2 separate regions of the Sus scrofa genome follow, and region 1 is linked to region 2. A link is a contact called in public Hi-C data. All regions are on one chromosome and are shown on one strand. Each heading gives the region's core, a stretch centred on a gene start, on an enhancer-like site or on the middle of the called end of the contact. The rest is flanking DNA. Distances are from core to core; before and after follow the strand shown. Region 1 holds the start of KCTD21 (BTB/POZ domain-containing protein KCTD21). Region 2 holds the start of AQP11 (aquaporin 11).

Evidence for each region. A called contact is a pair of places that touch in the nucleus more often than the background predicts.
Region 1: a Hi-C map of liver shows a contact between it and region 2, with 5 times the contacts expected there. The contact joins the promoter of KCTD21 here to the promoter of AQP11 in region 2. A contact is called at or near these places in 1 of 5 promoter capture datasets (liver) and 1 of 47 Hi-C or Micro-C datasets (liver).

Annotation. Positions count from the first base shown.
Region 1 is chr9:12,581,872-12,587,212 of Sscrofa11.1, forward strand. KCTD21 (BTB/POZ domain-containing protein KCTD21) reads right to left here and starts at 3,986. Exons shown (of 2, transcript XM_021062565.1): 1 at 3,822-3,986. USP35 (ubiquitin carboxyl-terminal hydrolase 35) reads left to right here and starts at 4,157. Exons shown (of 13, transcript XM_013979184.2): 1 at 4,157-4,418.
Region 2 is chr9:12,063,958-12,069,233 of Sscrofa11.1, forward strand. AQP11 (aquaporin 11) reads left to right here and starts at 1,593. Exons shown (of 3, transcript NM_001112682.1): 1 at 1,593-2,211. The coding sequence starts at 1,593. It overlaps LOC106504821 (a long non-coding RNA gene), which reads right to left and starts at 930. Exons shown (of 6, transcript XR_002335548.1): 1 at 715-930.

The sequences.
Region 1 (5,341 bases), core at 2,736-5,235, 520 kb after region 2:
AAAAAAAAAACCCACAAGAGCTGACCTGAAGGGACCCTCACTGGCCAACTTTGGGATAATTTGAGTACCAAAAAGATTAATGATGACAATAGGTTATAGCACACTGAATTCAAAAAATAATCATGGAGTTCCCGTCGTGGCGCAGTGGTTAACGAATCCGACTAGGAACCATGAGGTTGCGGGTTTGGTCCCTGCCCTTGCTCAGTGGGTTAAGGATCCGGCATTTCCGTGAGCTGTGGTGTAGGTTGCAGACGCGGCTCGGATCCCGCATTGCTGTGGCTCTGGCGTAGGCCAGTAGCTACAGCTCCAATTAAACCCCTAGCCTGGGAACCTCCATATGCCGCGGGAGCAGCCCAAGAAATAGCAAAAAAAAAAAAAAAAAAAAAAAAAGACACAAACAAACAAAAAACAAAAAATAATCATGAGTCTATGTTACTCTAAAGAGAGGGACAAGAGGAGTGAGAAAGACACATACAAGAAAAAGTTATTCTATAACAAAGAACAGCAGCTAATAAATATAGAAAGAATGACTTAACTAAAAATTACCATTTTTCAGCCTTCAGTGTTGCAATTCAGGCAAGGATGATCAAGGGATGTGGAGTAAAAGGTTATCTGGGACAGATCATTCCAAAAGTTCAAAGCGTCGCAGACTACTTATTAGTTACAAAAGGGAAAATTTAACCTTTTATGGAGAGATCAAGCTGCCATGATATTAACCAACAATCAGACTTAGCATTCATGGATAGTAGGATTCTGATATCATATGCCTCTTAATATGATGCAAGAAGTCCACAATTGCCAGGAAAAAAAAAAAATGAGGCTGAACCTAATTACTGATAACAATCTGTTTAAACAGGTAGAGGGGCTCTGTTTAGATTGAGTTGCTTAAAGTGATAATTAAATACAATGCATGAATCTTGACTGCATCTGATTTTAAAAGAAAGACTACATGAGATGTTTTGGCAGTTAAGAGAAATTTAGATAATACTAAAGTTCTTGCTAATTCTCTAAGGCATGATATGGTCTTAGGGTTACATTGCAGAATGTTGTAATTAAGAGATACATACTGAAGAATTTAGGGGCCAAATGTCGAGATCTCTGTAACTTTTCAAAAGCTTAGCAAAAAGTGTGCATGGGTAAGAGCAAAATCAGCAATGTGAGTTGGTGCCTCTGGATGGAAGGCTATTCGTTAAGCTTTTCTGTAGGCTTGAAAATTCTAAACCTATTTTTATTTGGAAGGAAGGGGAAAGAAAAGAACACTTCCCTCCTGGGACCATAAATGTAAAGTACCAGTCAAAGTGCCGGCCCCAATAAAGAGCCAGATTCCATAAATATTAGATGTTATTACTACTACTACGAAGCATTAACATCTCATAAGCCTCTTCTCCTGATGTCTCAGTGCTTTGGAAGATGAGGAAGCCAACCCGGGCTAAACTAAAATAGCCCACAGTTGGTGGGAGGGTTAGAATTTAACACCAAGTAATCTTTCTACAAAGACCTACCACCTGCAGAAACCACAACTAGGCCTGCCTGTCTTCATGCCAGGATCCAGGCTGGGAAAAGGCTGTTCAGGTCTTGAACCCAGAGCCTCTGCTACTATGGGAGCAAAGAAGCTGCTTCCGTGGCTCACCAAGAATGGTCACAGAGAGGGGCCACTTCTGGGTCTCCCAGAGGTACATGGGCAGAAAGAACTGGTGGGGCTTTATGGGGGAGAGGAAAGTGCATGGATGGGCTCTGGCCTCCCCTCGGCCTGTACTTGACTGGGGCTCGGACGCTTTATTAGCTGTGTGGCCCTAGGCCTGTTCTTGGGCAAATGATGGCAATCATAACGACAACAAAAGCAGGAATAATAAAGGCTGACATTTATTGAGCAGTTACTATTGTGCTGGGCACTTTACGCCTGTTAATCTCCTGGATGAAGTAGTGCTATGACCCCTACTTTACAGACCAACCACACCAGACCCTCTCCTATCTCTGCAGTTTGCCCTCTGCCATCCCTCTGGCTGCGCTGAGGAAAATCCCATTCATCTGCCAGGCCCCTCAGCTGCAAGCCCTTCCTTTCTTCTCTGCACCCCCAGAGCATTTTATTCTCACCCCTTAACAAGGCTCACTTTCCTTAAGTAGATGGGTAGTGGACACCTCGTTAGGGCTGGGATCTCCCATCTGTATCGTCAGAAGCAGGCAGAGTAAGGGAATGAGAAGAAATTTCTTCCCCATACAGTCAGATCCATTTTCCTAGTGCCAAACTGTCATCTACTAATAGGGAGGTGTATCACCCTCTCCTGAATTTTTAAAACTTTTAATTTTGAAACAGTCTCCTGGATTTTCAGTTTGGAATCTGAGGCACAGGGCAAGGTTCAGGTAACTACCTGGAAGTAAATAAGTGACAATGCTCAGAGTGAGAAATTCATCTCCCAATAAACTGGACCAACCTTCCCGCCTTACTCAGCCCACCAGGATTAAGACTGGCTCTCAGTCCTGGGAACTATGTGGGGGGCACTGTCCTTCACCTCTCCTTGCTGGCCTCCCTCTCTAGCCAACAGTTTTTAGCCTTTTTTGCCCAGTTCATATAAGAAGCTCACAAGCTGCTCTATTACCCCTACACCCCAGAGAGAAAAGGTGCTTCCCAGGCTCCTCCTTGAGGAGTTGTCCAGCAGGCAAAAGTGGGCTGGAGCAGAGAAGCCACTTGACCTGGCTTGCACAGCAAAGTACTCCCTCTTCTGGGGTAGACTCCCATTCGTCACCATTCCCCATTCTCTTCCAGAATTTTCCTTCATCCTCTTGCCTCACTCTCAGGCTTCATCTTGGGGTTTTCCTCAAGCACAAGAACCTCATTTCAAACACTCTCTTCCTTATGCTCTTCCTGCTCCTCACAATAATAATTTATAAACAAATGATTTTCAAATCCATCTCATCTCACCTTCACAATAACCACAGGAGGGTTGCCTTCCAGGTTGGTATTCTGAAAGGCTGAGGAAGCCAGTCCTGTTACACAGCTTGCTGAGGGCAGGATGCTGACACTTCTGTCTGTTCCTTGGCTTTCACTACAGATTAAACCCCTACCTCGCTGCACTGCAGTGAAAAAAAGGTCTTTGGAGTAAGGAGTCTTGGGTGGTTTGGGGCAAGTTCACTTCTCTGAGCATGTTCCTCATCTGTAAACAGGTATGGTGACACCTTTACAGGGTGTGAACTGAATGAGATCGTAAGTGTGACGCACTGAGTACAAGGGATGAATGAGCTTTTTATTTCTAGTCATGGGTAAAGAAGGTTTTCCGTGCATCCACAGGCATTTACCCATTTGGGCACCCTCTTGCCCAAACCGTTTCAGCGCTGCTGACAAGAGCTGGGAGGGATCCTTTTCATCTTTACATCCCCGCCCCTCCCTCCCAATGCTCTTCGGCCCACTCCACCCAATCCAACCCACACTGGCCTCGTCGCTTTCTCAACACCCACTCCCCAGCTCCGCAGCCCCTTTCTCCCGTCTCGCGCAAGTTCCCCTACTTACCTAGACACTCCGCCCCTCCTTGCCCCACCCACTATGCTCCTCCCACAGTCTTAGCCCTCTCGATCCGGGCTTTTCCTAACATCATCTATCCATCCATCCATCCAGGCCCCTTCCACCAGCTCCGCCCCCTCTTTCCCAAAAACGCTCCCCCCTCCCCCCGCGCAGTCACAGGTGTTGCTATTCCCATTGGACAGATGAGAATGGCGAGGCCAGGGTAAGCTAGATGACCTCTCATGGTAGGACAAGTGCCCAGGTGGGCCCGCGTCCCCTCACCGGCTATCCCTGCGCCCCGAACCTCCGACCACGCCGCACCCACCTCCTGCCCTCGCTCTGCAACCTCCCCTCCGCGGGCGGCCAGCGCAGCTTTGCGAGGAGGGTGGAGGGCTGGAGCCCAGCCCAGGGGCGTGTCGGCCCCTGGACCCGCGCGCTGCGATCCGGAACTTGTAGTTCTCCATGGGCTCTTTTGCGGTTCCGCCACGCAAGAGTGAACTCCATCTCCCAGGAAACATTGCAGTTAGGCGTCCAGCTCCCGCCCCGCCCCCGCCAGCGCTCAGGCCGGCTGGCCTTAAAGGGGACGCGGCTTGAGTGGCGGTTCGCGGGGTGGTCCCCGCTCCGGCTCCGCCCCGTTTCCCGCACCTCGCCCCTCCCCCCACTTCGCCCCGCAGCCTTGCAGCCCCGCGGCCGCGCGGTTGAGTCGAGCTGCCGTGGGACTGGCTTGTGCAGAGCTGGGTGGAGAGGCTGGGCTTTGCAGTGGAAGCAGCATCTTTGCCAGCTGGAACCTGGCAGAGGGCGTCCCCACTCCGGGGGAAGCAAAGGACCCGCCCTGACCTAGCCTGGCCCAGGCTGGTCCAGCCTGGCCTGAGCGCCCCGCCCGGGAGCCGGCTCTGAGGCAGGGACCACTGGGGTCCCAGAGGTAAGTGGGCTCAGGCATGTTTGCGGGTTGGGGGGAGGGAGTGTCTGCACCCTAATGGTTCAAGAGCCGGGATACGCGCCTAGGGCTCTTGAATTCCTAGTAGGGTGCTGGGAGGTGGGAGATCTGGGTGCATCCTGGGCCTGGCTGTGTGACCTTGGGCAAGTGGCTGCCCCTCTCTGGGCTTCAAGCTCGTTCTTTATCTATTGTGCATATAGGTGATCCTGCCCTCGCCCCCGCCCCTCTCAGGGCTGAGGGTACCCGCGCCCGGTATCTTGAAGCTACTCCCGCCTTTCAGGGGGTCCGCAGCCCCAGCCTGGGCTAGAAGCTAGTGCACTGGTGTAACTGGAGGAAGGGGTGGGGCCGAGCTGGGGTACAAACTGGGGGATCCAAGAGGCCGCCTCCACTTAGAATGGGTTTCTGCTATTCTCAGCATCCTCCGCTCCGGTGCAGCCCCCTATAATAACCCTCGCGAACAGAAGACCCTGGTTGTCAAACCGGTGCTCGCTCTTCCAGAAAGCCTGGGGTGGGGGTGGGGATGCGGCCATCAGAGGTATGTGAGGGGAGGCCCCCAGAGGGAGTATGTGCTCCCACCTTCTTCCCTTCTCTCTCCTCTGTTCTCTTTCGGTAAAAGACCAGTTACTTTTTCACTAGTGAGCCCCCCACCCCTTTTTATCTCAGGGCCTCCGGGTAGTAGGGCAAGAGGATCCTTCCCAGGGCCTGCCTTGGCTAGAGGTTCAGTTAGAAAATACAGAGAGAGATGCTGCTATCCAGAGACCTGGGGGCCCAGGGAAAGGGACAGCCTGGTCCCTTCACCCCGACCCAAGGGGGCTCTGGCACCCATGGGAGTGAGAGGAGGGAGCCTGGGTGTGAGCCTCGGGGAGGAAAGGGAATGGGCTCCTCAACGCTGGGGTTTGGAGGGGCTG
Region 2 (5,276 bases), core at 343-2,842:
AGGTAGGGCCCTGTGGGGCTCCCGGGTATAGGCCTTTCTGTACCCCCAATTCTTGATTTTAGGGGATAAGCTTCAGCCTCCATGACCTTCCCTGAGTTCCATAGGGCAAGCTCAGACAGTTGCTAATCAGGGAAAGAAGGGGATGCAGCCACCAGGGAGGAACAGCCTAGAAACAACAGTGCAGCCTTGGGGCAAGGTCCCAGTTCCTCTTCTAGGAATATACACAACAATATCTTTGAACCCTTCTGCAGAACTAAAACTCCCAACAAAAACCAGGGATGGAGAACCACCAGAGGCAGTCCTGGGGCCACCAAACACCAACTCTCATGGAGAAGGAAAGCTTGCATCTAGACTGATCCTCATCTGTGGCCCTGTTTTCAGCTCCCAAATTACAAAACCACTTCCTAATCTCTCCCAAGGGAGGGCACAGTTTTTAGGGCATTAGTCTGCTGTGGCCTCCCTTGCCTGGCAAAGCAACAAAGGTATTTTTTTTTCTCCTTCACCCCAAACTGCCTCTGCATTTCTGTTCGGCACTGGCAACTCTCTCACTAAACCACAACCCCTACCCCATTAACACAAAGCAACTCCTAGGAGTGAGGAGTGAGGAATCTCAAGCCTTCCCTCCCAGCTGCACAGACAATGGGCCACCCCAGATGGGCGGGCTGTTGGGAGGGGTGGCACGACCTGCCCTTTGGACTCGAAGCTAGCACTTACCCAGCACTTCCTGTCTGCTAGTCTCTGTGCAATGAGCCTTTCATGCTCTTTAAAACAAATCGATGAGGCAGGCGGGTCATGCAACCCTAATCTATTCGATTAAACGTTACAGGCAGGCGAAGTAAACTAAGGCTCAGGAGACCAGCTGCAGGCGCTTCACACAAGCGCTCTCAAGTCTACTCTCGCTAAAGCCCCCCCACCCCGGCCTGCTCCACCCCTCCCCCACCCTGGCTTTGCCGCTGCACCTCCGTCACTTCCCGTCTTCTCAGTTGCCCCATAAATTAAAAACGAGGTGGCTGGCCGAAATGATCTTTAGGGGTCTTTCCAGCTTGACCGTTTTACAGTTTGAGGGCAGGGAAGCAAAACCCTCAAGGTTCGTTCTTCAAAGCACCTGCTGAAGCGCAGCGGACTCGAGCCTGCCGGCTCTGCGCTGGGGCACAGGGAGACCGGCGTCTTCGCGGGTCTGTCCCCAGGCAAACCTCTGCGCCTGGGCGCCGGGCTGCCGCGCGCATGCGCAGTGGCCCCGGGCGCGCGCCGTCCCTCCGCTCCCTGCCCCACCCGCGCCTGCTTCCAGTCCGTGAGGGAAGCGAGGGTATGTGCGTGTCCGGCTCCGGCTGACCGTTGGCCCCCTCCTCTAGAGCCGTCGCAGAGCTTTCCTCGCCTCCCCTCCTCCCCGGCTCTGGTAACAACACCCCAGCACAGAGCCGGGGAGGGGGGGGAGGCCTCCAGCCCGACGCCCCTGGGGCCTCCCGCTAGTCCGCGGTCGGCCCGCCCCGAGGGGCGTGAAGGGGGGCGGGGCTGAGGACTTCGGCCTCCGGCCCAGAGACCGCCTCCTGCCGAGCCGAGAGCAGGCAGCCGGGTCCGGCGGGGAGCCAGCCATGACCGCGCTACAGGGGCTCTGGCCCGAGATGCAGGACACCTGCACCTCGCTGGGGCTGATGCTGTCGATCGTGCTGTTCACGGGGCTGGCCCGCGTGGTCACCCGGCAGCAGCTGAACAGGCCCATGGCCCACGCTTTCGTCTTGGAGTTTCTGGCTACCTTCCAGCTCTGCTTCTGCACCCATGAACTGCAACTGCTGAGCGAGCAGGAACCCCGGCACCCCACCTGGCCGCTGACACTAATCTACTTCTTCTCCTTGGTGCATGGCCTGACTCTGGTGGGAACCTCCAGCAATCCGTGCGGAGTGATGATGCAAATGATGCTGGGGGGGATGTCCGCTGAGATAGGTGGAATGAGGCTGTTGGCTCAACTGATGGGCGCCCTGTGCAGCAGGTACTGCGTGGGTGCCTTGTGGAGTCTGGAGCTGACCAAGTATCACGTCAGGGACAGGAGCTTCGCTTGCAGGAATCCCATCCAAGTGGACTTGCCCAAAGCGGTCATCATAGAGGCCATCTGCTCCTTTATCTTCCACAGCGCTTTGCTGCACTTCCAGGAGGTCCGAACTCAGCTTCGTATCCACCTGCTGTCAGCACTCATCACCTTTTTGGTCTATGCAGGTTTGTTATTCTCACAAAACACTTAGCACGTCTGTAGCCTAGATGATTTGAGGCTCTTAAGTTCTTGGCCAAGATATATTTGAAATCCCCATGTCTCTTGTCAATATCGATATATCCGGTTTCCTGACCATTTTGGAGCCCATCCTTTACTGATAAAATTGAACTATAGATCCTCCATTCAGTGTTTTAACACCCAGAGAAAGCCAGTTCTCTGCTGAAACTGAGATCATGAGAGATATGCCAAGGGTTCGAATATCCTACAAAGGAATTGTTTTAATGGTAGACAGGAAAGATAACATCAGCTACTTCTTGCCAACTTGGTATAATCCTTTCTGAAACTCTCACTGAAAAGTGATCCTGGGTTTTAAAAAGTTCTTTCCAATTTAAAGCACAGACTACCTGATTGGTTAGTAGTAAGAGTGGGAAGTAGAAATTCTGTAGTTCTATTTCTTAGTTCTTTTTCTACAAAATCACTTAAAACCTCTTATTTCCTTAATAATTCATCTTGAGTTGTAAATGAACTTCTAATGGCCTATCAAGAATTGTTTTTATTTTTATTTTTTGTGTGTCTTTTCATCTTTTCCAGGGCCGCACCCAAGGCATATGGAGGTTCCCAGGCTAGGGGTCGAATTGGAGCTGTAGCCTCCAGCCTATGCCAGAGCCACAGCAACTCGGGATCCAAGTCTCGTCTGCAACCTACGCCACAGCTCAGGGCAACACCGGATCCTTAACCCACTGAGCAAGGCCAGGGATCGAACCTGCAACCTCATGGTTCCTAGTCTGATTCGTTAGCCACTGAGCCACAACAGGAACTCCAAGGATTGTTTTTAAATTAAAATAAAACTTGCTTGGGAGTTCCCATTGTGGCTCAATGTAATGAATCCCACTAGTATCCATGAGGACACGTGTTTGATCCCTGGCCTCTCTCAGTGGGTTAAGGATCCAGCATTACTGTGAGCTGTGGTGTAGGTTGCAGAAGTGGCAGGGTCCCAAGATGCTCTGGCTGTGGTATAGGCTGGCAGCTCTAGCTCCAATTCAACTCCTAGCCTGGGAACTTCCATATGCTGCAGATGTGGCCCAAAAAGCAAAAAACAAACAAACAAAAAAAACCCAACAAACATGCTCGAGATTAAAGATGCTTTTTATTTTTATTTATTTATTATTTTTTTTGTCTTTTTCCCTTTTCTGGGGCCACACCCAAGGCATATGGAGATTCCCAGGCTAGGGGTCTAATCGGAGCTGTAGCCGCCGGCCTTTTGCCAGAGCCACAGCAACACGGGATCCAAGCCACGTCTGCCACCTACACTACACAGCTCACAGCAACGCTGGATCCTTAACCCACTGAGCAACACCAAGGATCAAACCTGAAACCTCACGGTTCCTAGTCGGATTCGGTTCCACTGTGCCACAACAGGAACTCCCAAAAAGACAAAAGTTTAATGATTAAATGTGTCACTTTAAATAATTGTAAGAAAATACTTTCATTGGACCCTATCTAAATTATATAATGTCTGGAGGCAGGAATCCAATACAAGGAAATTAGTCGTAAGAGTCTATCTTCTGGGCATTGAAAGGGAAACCATGAGTAGAAGCAGACCTTAAGAGAGGGACTTTTTAAGCATATGCTCAACTTCCTAGGTAAAAATAAAAGACTTTCCAAGCCATTTTCCTTTCTTCCCTTCCTTTCTAGTACCATTCTTTTGTAGACACAGCTGGAAATAAATGGTATAGGCGAGAAGGAAGGATATATGCTTGAGGGATTGGTGAGTAGCTGCGTATTAAAGTTTTAGATTTGGGCTAAAGCAGAATCATCCCTTGCAAAAAGTTATGCCACAGCTTAGCTCTGTCTTTATATAATTAAAAGCAGTAAACATTTTAAAATATTTTAAATTAATAAGATGTTATAAACAGTTCCTCGTTGGTTTTTTGTTTTTTTTTTTTTTTTTTGCTTTTAGGGCCACAACAACAGCATATGGAAATTCCCAGGCTAGGGGTCGAATTGGAGCCACAGCAACACCAGATCCGATCTGCATCCTGCAACACACAGCACAGCTCAGGGCAACAATGAATGGATCCTTAATCCACTGAGTGAGACTAGGGATGGAACCCGCATCCTCATAGACACTAGTTGGGGTCATTACCTCTGAGCCACAATGGGAAGTTCCCCTCCGCCCTCTCTTGATTATCCTTCAATTGGTATTCTTCTTGTTTTTATACTTTTAATACATATTTATAATTTCATAAATAATATTGTATATAACATTAGACAATACCTAGTTTATTTTCTTTTTAGGGCCACACCCTTGGCATATGGAAGTTCCCAGGCTAGGTAGAGGCCTAACTGGAGCTACAGCTGCCAGCCTATGCCACAGCCACAGAAACATGGGATCCAAGCGTGTCTGTGACCTATGCTGAAGCTCATAGCAACACCGGATCCTTAACCCACTAAGTGAGGCCAGGGATTGAACCTGAATCCTCATGGATGCTAGTTGGGTTCGTTACCACTGAGCCACAACGGTAACTCTGCTCTTTTTCTTCCCTTCCATTACTGGGCGGGGCTAGTGACGAGATCACTACAGCAATAGTTCTCAACATTATTTCTGCAATGCATCACCTGGGGAGCATTTTAAACATAACCACATCTGGGTGCAGAGATTAAGATTTAATTGATGTGGGAAGGGACTTAGGCAATAGTATATTTCAAACTGTCTCAGGTGATCCCGGAGTTCCCGTCATGGCTCAGTGGTTGACGAATCCGACTAGGAACCACGAGGTTGCTGGTTTGATTCCTGGCCTCGCTCAGTGAGTTAAGGATCTGGCGTTGCTGTGAGCTGTGGTGTAGGCTGAAGACGGCTCGGATCCCGTGTTGCTGTGGCTCTGGCGTAAGCCGGTGACTACAGCTCCAATTAGACCCCTAGCCTGGGAACCTCCATATGCCTTGGGTGTGGCCCTAGAAAAGACAAAAAATAAAAAAAATTAAAAAAATAGTGTCCCAGGTGATCCTAATATGAAACCAGGGCTAAGAACTACTGCTCCAGTGTAGACTGACAGCCAGTTCAGCAGCC